2 separate regions of the Astyanax mexicanus genome follow, and region 2 is linked to region 1. A link is a contact called in public Hi-C data. All regions are on one chromosome and are shown on one strand. Each heading gives the region's core, a stretch centred on a gene start, on an enhancer-like site or on the middle of the called end of the contact. The rest is flanking DNA. Distances are from core to core; before and after follow the strand shown.

Region 1 (4,479 bases), core at 1,893-4,392:
ATTTTGGGGGGGAAAGTTGGACACAAGACCAGAAAGGCATTGTTTGGTTCTAAATGTAACTGTTGCAATGTATTAATTTGACCACAAACAATGTTAAGCACTTAGGACAGTGTAAGTTGGTGATTTTAAAGTAGTTTTTGGCTCATTTTCATGGCATTTTTTTGTGTTTGCTCAGTGCATAATATATGTATTGAACTGAGCCTTTAGTGATTATCAGAACATGTTTTTTTTTTTTTTTTTTTGCACTATTGCACACACAATGTGTTTTGTCAAAAAATGTCAGTGAACGCATTTACAGAACTACACTTCGAAAAATATTGAACACTAAACATTTTAACACCCAATCAGATATACCTAAAAGGCGCAAATAAAAATGTTTAGCACAAACTATTCTGTGTTTTTTCCAACTGACTGAAAGTACCTTTGCGGTTTTCGGCCAAGTTATTTTTGTTGCCATATATTTAGTACACCCCTACTGGCTATTAGGCTTGCTTATATTTCCAATGCATTTCTATGCACTTTAGTTTCTCATTGCACTATACATAGGAATAGTGCGTATATAGAATGTTGTGGTTGGGTTAGTTGATGGTTTCAGTGTGATTTTTATATTTATCTACATGTTTTTTATGGATGTTTTTTATTTGTTTATATTGTGATTTTATTTGTGAAGCTATATTATTCACACTGTGAGTGCTGCACTATGCTGTATCATTCTTAGAAAATGGCTTCTTTGTGTTGCAGGTCGTGGTTGCATTAGCCAAAGCACTGGAGCAGATCTTTCACAGATGGGAAAATTGTGTGTGAAGCACCGTGAAGGTGCTCTGGATCACTGGAGAATCAGTTTTACCTAAAGGACGACTCACTGAGTGAGATACTACAGTATGTTGAAGCACTAAGTGCATAGGTTTCAGAGGAAGGCATTTATCACCATTGGTAGATATTTTGTCATATGAATAAAGTGGTTTGTAAAGAACTTGTGGAACGAAAGTAACTTTTCGGAGAAAACATTTTTGACATAAAACCAGAATAAATAATAAGATATCAAGATGAGCGCAGAAGGATATCAGTACAGAGCACTATATGACTACAAGAAGGAGAGAGAGGAGGACATTGATCTTCATGTTGGAGACATTCTCATTGTGAGTAAAGGGGCCCTCCTAGCACTTGGCTACAGTGAAGGTCTGGAAGAGAGACCTGAGGAGATAGGCTGGCTGCCTGGTTATAATGAAATGACTCAGGAAAAAGGAGACTTCCCTGGTACTTATGTGGAGTTCATTGGCAAAAAGAAGATTTCTCCTCCAACCCCAAAACCAAGACCCCCCAGGCCTTTGCCCGTGGCTCCAGGACCAGCCAAGAATGACTCGGACTCCGAACAAGGAGGTGAGTAGTTATTATAAAATTTTGTTTAAACTGTATGTTACTTCTGCAAGTGGTGCACCGTTTTGGAAAATAGTGTAAATAGTTTGGGCAACCCATAAAACTCTGTTCATTTCAGCTTGAAATTAAGTAGTGTTTTTGTGTTCGATTGTTATTATTTTTTTAATATTTCTTCAATAATTTGAAGATCCATTTTTCATTAGATTGGCTTAGCCGTGAGTAAAATCTGTTTGTGTCCAAATCAGTCATCGCTGGACCTCTCTAAAATAGGCACCCACTCTAAAATCTTCTATTAGCAAATACGATTTATTGTTGCTGCATACAGATGTTCTCTGATTATTTCAGGATATTTAAGTTTTGCACCGAGCACAGGGCAGAATTGTAAACATGGCAGAAAGCCCAGACTTGCAGGAAGGCCTCTATACGTTAATGTGTGCTGTATAGTTGTCTGGCATGTTTTTGGTTGGATTTTGTGTTCCCACACCACAGTGCTGAGTGATCTGGCCGTTTAGAGCCTTACATAGCCCCATTCACACCTACTCAAGCATCCTAAAGCTCAGTTAGGGATTGCAAGATTATGGAAATGCTCTACTATTTTAGAGTGAAATGCTCTACTTTTCTGATCTCAGACCAGTTGGATTGTTTTTTTTATAGATGTTATTGCATTTGTAAATAAGCGTGACTGATCATAGTATGGTAATGTTTTTCTTTGTTTTAGCAGTAGAGCCCTGATATCCTTACCCTGATATTTGCTTACATTTAGAAGTGGCGGTTACCCTTTCTAAAATGTTTCGGGGACCATGGCGTATTCCACTCACACGTAGGGGGAAATTGACATTGAACAAATTAGGGCTCACACACCAGGCCTGGCCAATGCTGCGTGTAGTGCGTCACTGGTTTTCGTCCTTAATATGTTCCATTAGGTTCTGATTAAGAAATGCAGAGAGAAACTGTGTTGCCATGGAGGCAGAGTGAGCGGATGTGTTTTGATCAGTACACAGAACATTAGATTATAGGTGAGAGATTGCTGCTCCGTAAAAAGACTGCTCGTTGGTGGTAAAATCAGTATGCTGCAAGTTATCTTCTACTTCCTGACCCAATGTGGTCTTTCTCATTGGTGCAGATTTTTTTTGTGGCTAATGCTAAAAAAAACACACACAGCCCCACTCTATCACTTTGCCGGAAATCTGAAAATACTTGTAGATGTTTTCTGACTTTTTGGAGTTGCCTCCAACAATTCCTAACATGGACTACAGCTGCTTCTGGCGCAAAGCTAAATGCAGACTAGATCAAGAGAATTATGCAAAAATAACGTTGAAATGTCCCTTTTTAATGCACATTGCTCCAAAGCTAGGCCATTTACTGATCCAGTCTCCGCAGTGCTTCCGTAACTCATTATCTATGCAAGCATCTCTACTGTAGAACTTAAACTAAACTTTGCACGTTAAACAATTTTTTCAGATTGAACAGATTTGGTTTGCTATGCTCAAATGCTACGTTTTAGCATGGTTGTTCTTTGTTAAGAGCTGGATGAAAAATCTCACCTCCTGCCAGCAACAGGTTTCTCTGGGGTCTCAAAGTCTCCATGGGACGTGATTGTGAAATTCCTGCAAGGTCTGGCGAGGGTTACTGTCTACATTGACAGTGTTGAGTGGCAGCCCCAGAGCTCAGCGCAAGGGCAAATGTGGCACCAGGAGAAGAAAAGTCTCTGTGTTTGTGTGGCCAGAAGATGTAGAGAGAGGAGCTGGGGCCTGCAGCAGTGGGGCCGGGGCCTGGGGCCGGCAGCCTGGATTCTTGTTGCTTCACAGCGCTTGTGATTTATTACCTGCCACTGAAGGATCTGGCAGATCTCTCTTGCTCACTTTTCCTTCTTGTCCCTCCTTCTCTTCTCTCCTCCTTTCCTTCTCCTCCTTCTTTTAATGTTTTGATAATGTTTCTGGGACTGGGCCCAGCTCAAGTAGGGAATGAGGGAGAGGAGCCGGGGATGGATAGAGGAAGGGAGGCGGTGAGGGGAAGGGTCGAAAGTGTGGGCTTCTTTTTTGTAAGCTTGCTTATTCTCTCTCTCCTGCTCTCCCTCTCTCTTTCTCTCTCTCTCCTGCTCTCTCTCTCTTGTGCTCACTCCAAGCCACAGGGGCTTACTTCAGAGAGCAGCAGATGTGGAATTCCAGCCCGTTCCGGCTCCCGAGCTTTTAAAAACACTGATGTGCTCCTTTTTGTGGGCCTCTAGAGCAAGAGGAACTGTATGTGCTTAGGCCAGGCCAGAACCCAGCCCTTTGCTGGATGTTACATTTACAACTGCTACTTTCTCATTTAACTTAACGTGCAAATGTAGATGGCTTGGGGTGGCTGACCAAATGAGTGAGGGAATAGCAGGGTAGAGTACATGTTGCATAGCTGGAGTTTGAGATAATGTAGCTTTCTCCTTTTCGGGGGCCTCTTCAGCGCTCGGCAGAACATCTGCTGCATGAAGCCGCTCACTGAGAGAGAATTGTTGCTCGGCTTCACAAAGAATGTGCACTTTCCCCTTAACCCAGGAGTAAGCAGCTGGGGGTTGCATGTTCCTTCCCCCACTTCGCTTCCAGTGTTGAGGGCTGATTTATTTCTTAGCAAGTATTTTTTTTTTTTACATTTATAATGTTTTAAATATATAAAGATAAATAAATATTCGAATCATATTGGAGCTTGGGATTATATGTCACTAAATGCTCCATAAAATGAATGTTAAAAAACGAGTAAGCAGTGAAATATAAGTCTATAATCTAACATTACATAAGAAATTAAACAGTGCCGAAATAAGAAATAAGATCGCCAACATTTTTAAATATCGTGACCAATATTATACCCTGAAGTATTGTGCAATATCGCCATCCCTAATTGTCACACCAGGGTACTACTTTCTTGCTGTTTTTTATCAATAGAAAAAAAAAACTTTCATTTCCTAGTTCTCATTTTTCCCCCCGTCTACTAGAGATTATATCTGTCCATTATCATTAATTTTACTTTAATCCTGGGCATATGGAGATATATAGAGTGCGTCATTAGTATCATGACGTTCTGGATCATTGAATTGAGTTGACATTGACAAATCTGGGGATAATTCTT
Region 2 (4,510 bases), core at 911-3,410, 71 kb after region 1:
CAGGCCTGTGCACTGACCCCAGTGAAGCTGCTTCCATTTTGGAGCTCAGCAGGGCTTCTGCTCAGTCATGGAGGAGGACTTCAGCCTGCTCACAGAATCGCTCACACCAGAACAACACTGACATCTAGCGGCCACGTGAGAAACCAGACCAGAACAGAACCATGCACTGCAAGATTCTGATTACTCAATAATTACATTAACTGAATAATATCCACCCATTATTATACCTGATTAATTTCTTCAGTCTCTCATTCATTCACTTTCTGTTACAGAAACTATTGTTATAAGTATAAAAAGCAGAACAGTTATGATATGATAACAATAATAATAATTATAAGAATAGAAAGAATATATGTTCATTATTTATTTGTTTTTAATTTAACTGAATGTGTGTAAACTGTTAAAAATGATGGACATTTTTATAATTACAATAATTACATCAAAATAACAATAGACATTTGTTAATTGTTTATTTGTATTTAATTTAAATGAACATATAAAAATGTATAATTTTTATAATTGCAATAATTACATAAAAATAACATTAAGAACGATTTTTTTTTTGATCGGCAGAAAATCTGAATATTTTAATTCAATTTAATTATCGATTGATTACATATTAAAGTAGTCCAATTATATTTACATTTACATTACATTTCTTATCCAGAGTGTCTTGCAATGTTATTCCTATTACAGAGGTACTTCAAACCAATGTAATGTTAGGGCCTTTAATCACCAAAAATATTTTAGTGGTAAGTATATTTAAATATATTTTAATAGTAGTTTACAGGTGCACTTATGTTGCTAATTTACATAAAGGGTCACTGCAAGGGCACTGGGCATCACATCTTTCTCTGGACTCCTGTTGACGTGCCCCATTAGCAAGCGTTGCTAATGGTTATTACAGCTACTGTGGACATTGATGGTGCAGTCCACTCACTTGACCTTTCCTGTGGAGCACGTAATGGAGACATATGTAAGCCACAGAGCTGAGGCAGAATCAGGCCAAGGCAGCATTAGCCTTCCTTCCGACATCACTTCCTCCATCTGCTGTCTGGGAGGGAAGACAGAGTGGCACCAAAAGAAGTGAGAAGCATGAATCACCAGCATTAAACACTATTACAGGAGTCAGCAGTGGAGCGGTGCCATCCTAGGATCTGTAATTGTGTCACTGCTGGGTTTCTGCATTTTTTGTCCTTCTTTCTTTTTCTGATTTCCTTATATTTTTCTGCCTAACTTTCCTTTTTTTTTACACTCGTCTTTCTTTCTTTCTTTCTTTCTTTCTTTCTTTCTTTCTTTCTTTCTATAGCATATAAACTGCATAATTAGCACTAGTAGACCTCTCACACACTGATATACCAAGGTTTAAGATTAGATTAAATTAGATTATTTTATTTTGTTATCTTATTTTTTCTTATTTCATAGAACACAGCAAGAGTTCTGATTATTCAAATGACTGAATAATATCCAGCCAAAGAAAAAGGATCTACAGGTATTATTATACCTACATAATTCCTTCAATCTCTCATTCTTAAAAGTTATGTTACAGTAATGATTGTTATAAGTATAAAAAGTTAAATAATTCTGACACAATAACAATGATAAAAATGATATTATAAGAAGAATATGAAATATGTTAATTGTTTAGTTGTATTTAATGTAACTGAATGTATGTAAACTGTTAAAAAATAATGACATTTTATAATTACAATAAATACATAAAAATAACAATAAGAACCAAAATTAATCTTTTATTTCAGCTTGGGGGTGGGACAACATAGAGTTTGGTCTTCAGAAAATCAGAATATCAATATCAATGTCAATTAAATTTAATTATGGATAGATTAAGTATTAAAGTAGTCACATTATATCAATATCAATAAATTACATATTAATAAAATAATCTTGAATGTATTTATTCTTTTTAAAGCAAGCTTTTCTAAAACTATTTTTGTTTATTTTTTTATTTATTTTATTTTATTATTTGTATAGATATTTCCATAGTATTTTCTTCTTTTATTTCATGGTTGCATTACTTACTTTCTTATCCTATTTTTTTAAATCATTTTCTTTCTTTCTTTCTTTCTTTCTTTCTTTCTTTCTTTCACTCTGCATGCCTTTTAATGTATAAAATCTCCGTGTACTTTTATTTTGAAAGGTTGCACTGGTCGCTTCCATGTTTGAGGAAGTGTTGACGTTGATTATCTCCTGGATGCGGTGGCTCGCGCTGATTATGAGGAGATATGAGTAGATTATGAGAGATGTTTTTAGATTTATAGAGGAGTAATGGGTGTTTCGGGGTTCACGGCTGTTCTGGGGGCGCTCGGCGGGCTTGATATCGGGAGCAGCGGCTCGTAAAGCCTCTGAGAGCGGTAGAATGCTGTGCTGTGGTCCGAGCCCTCGGGCCGGTTAGCTGTAGCTGTAGTCAGTGTACGGAGCGGTCAGTCTGTTGGAGATAATTATTACTATAGAGTACTGTAGCTCTGTGTACCTGTGTTTATATGAAGCAGTTTGGTCAGGTTAGTTAACTTACAGTCCAGCAGAAACACGATGGATGAGAAGTACAGCAGTAATGTAATCTCCGGGGGGAAACTGGGGAGAGTTGAAGTGCCTAATGCCAGGTAACCGGCTCTTTAAAGGTCTCATTCTGTTCTGTTGTGATTGTATTATCATTATACCAACAGCATAAACATTTCCCTAGAATGGCAATAATACTGTTTAATCACAGTTTTTTGGGACGGTATGTCATCCATAAAATGAGTTATTGTGACAGATCTGTTGTCAAATGCAATGAGAATATAATTGTTCAATTTCTGTTGATGTTTTATATCTTGGCCTCATGTTTATTTTGTTAATTTCAGGTTGACCAGATATATAGTCCTACTTCTACTCACCAAGCTGTTGAAGGCTCTGGGAATCTTTGAATCCTATGATCTCCTTAAAGTTGTACATGTTGTGCAATTCCTTTTTATTCTTAAATTTGGGTAAGTGTTTTTTTTTTTTTTGTTTCTTTTTATTCAGTACATTCAATAATAAAACTTTATTTTTATATAGCGCTTTTCTAAAACCTGAAGACGCTTACAATCATCATTAGTAGAAACATAGATACAAACAATAAAACAACAAGCAACAGCAGACACATCAACCTAACAGTAGTATGACAACTAGACAGCAGATATGAGTGGTAGAGCACATTAAACCGAGGGAGAGCCATAGATGAGTGAGTCTTGAGATTCGATTTAAACATAGAAAGAAAGGAAGATTGTTTTTCCGCAGATGGGAGAGAATTCCATAGTTGAGGAGCAAGAGGATGGGACTTTACAATATGAACCAAATCCATTTGTACATGCTAACATTTCCTAACATATTTCCTTTCCGGTATGTCTCTCTAACACAGGTGTGCAGTGATTTTACTTTTCTTTCAAAAACCATTCTCATCAGGAAAAATAGTCTCTAAAAGACAGGTATGTGTTGGATAGATACTGCTAAACATTTTACAACACTTTGTTAAACAGTGTATCAAATTGACGATTAACATCACTACCAAATGCTTCTCTTTCAGTGGATCAAAATCCTCAAACATGCTGTTATCAGCTGCATAATCTCACTCATAGGCTTTTTTGGGCTTACACTTTGTGGACCACTAAGGTGAGTCTGTGACCCACAGCTATTAAACTCTTAAACTTAAACTCTATCCTGTTTATAGTTTTGTAATTTTATCATGACCAGGCAACTGAGCTGAGTTTATTTCTGCAGGACGTTGCTGCTGTTTGAGCACAGTGATGTGGTGGTCATCTGTTTTCTCAGCGTTCTCTTTACCAGCTCTGGAGGAGGACCCTCTAAGGTTGGACATGTTGAAGTTGATGCTATTTGCAATAAATTGTCAAAGACTATTTATGAATTTGGTTTGATTGATTGTTTGGTTTTGTTTTGTTTAGACACGAGGCGCTGCTTTCTTCATCATTGCGGCCATCTGTCTGCTGCTGTTTGATAATGATGACTTAATGGCAAAAATGGCTGAACACCGTATCCTTTTTTCCAGTGTCAGTGTGAAGTGTTTAGACAAAAAAAATTGATAATCTGTTGTATATCCGAATATCGATGTGGAATGCATCTTTTCTTTTTTTCAGGCTAAGTAGTTGTTTGATGCAGACATTGTGGATCTCTACCCAATGTTGCCAACTTTTTGTCTGTAGAGTATTGTTTTCAGAACCCTCTAGCAGAGTATTTTCAAAAACTATAGACAAGTCTATTGACTCTTTGTACCAGCTTACCGCTACATTGCACAGAGAATCACTCAAAATGCACATTATAGTATCACAAGTGTCTTACAAGCCTTTAAATGCATGCTTCAATGCAACTCCTTTTTGTGATTTTCTACATTTTAACACAGTCAATATTTACACCCAAACCACTCATTAGGACTCCCCCTATCACTAGTAATGCTACAACACCAGGAGTGTGAAGACTAGCACATGCATGCCTCCTCTGATACATGTGAAGTCAGCCA

What was found. A called contact is a pair of places that touch in the nucleus more often than the background predicts.
Region 2: a contact with region 1 is called in a Hi-C map of muscle, with 12 times the contacts expected there. The contact joins the promoter of slc30a5 here to the enhancer-like site in region 1. A contact is called at or near these places in 3 of 3 Hi-C or Micro-C datasets (blood and muscle).

What each region holds. Positions count from the first base shown.
Region 1 is chr1:19,498,504-19,502,982 of AstMex3_surface, forward strand. pik3r1 (phosphoinositide-3-kinase, regulatory subunit 1 (alpha)) reads left to right here. Exons shown (of 15, transcript XM_049474360.1): 2 at 742-1,380. The coding sequence starts at 1,047. Among protein-coding and RNA genes, the nearest start is that of pik3r1, 3.7 kb to the left of the region's middle. Within about 2 kb of position 3,143, the one cell type or tissue checked has an H3K27ac peak away from gene starts, as active enhancers do.
Region 2 is chr1:19,570,165-19,574,674 of AstMex3_surface, forward strand. slc30a5 (solute carrier family 30 member 5) reads left to right here and starts at 2,161. Exons shown (of 16, transcript XM_022667791.2): 1 at 2,161-2,621; 2 at 2,862-2,984; 3 at 3,398-3,464; 4 at 3,563-3,648; 5 at 3,757-3,844; 6 at 3,939-4,026. The coding sequence starts at 2,551.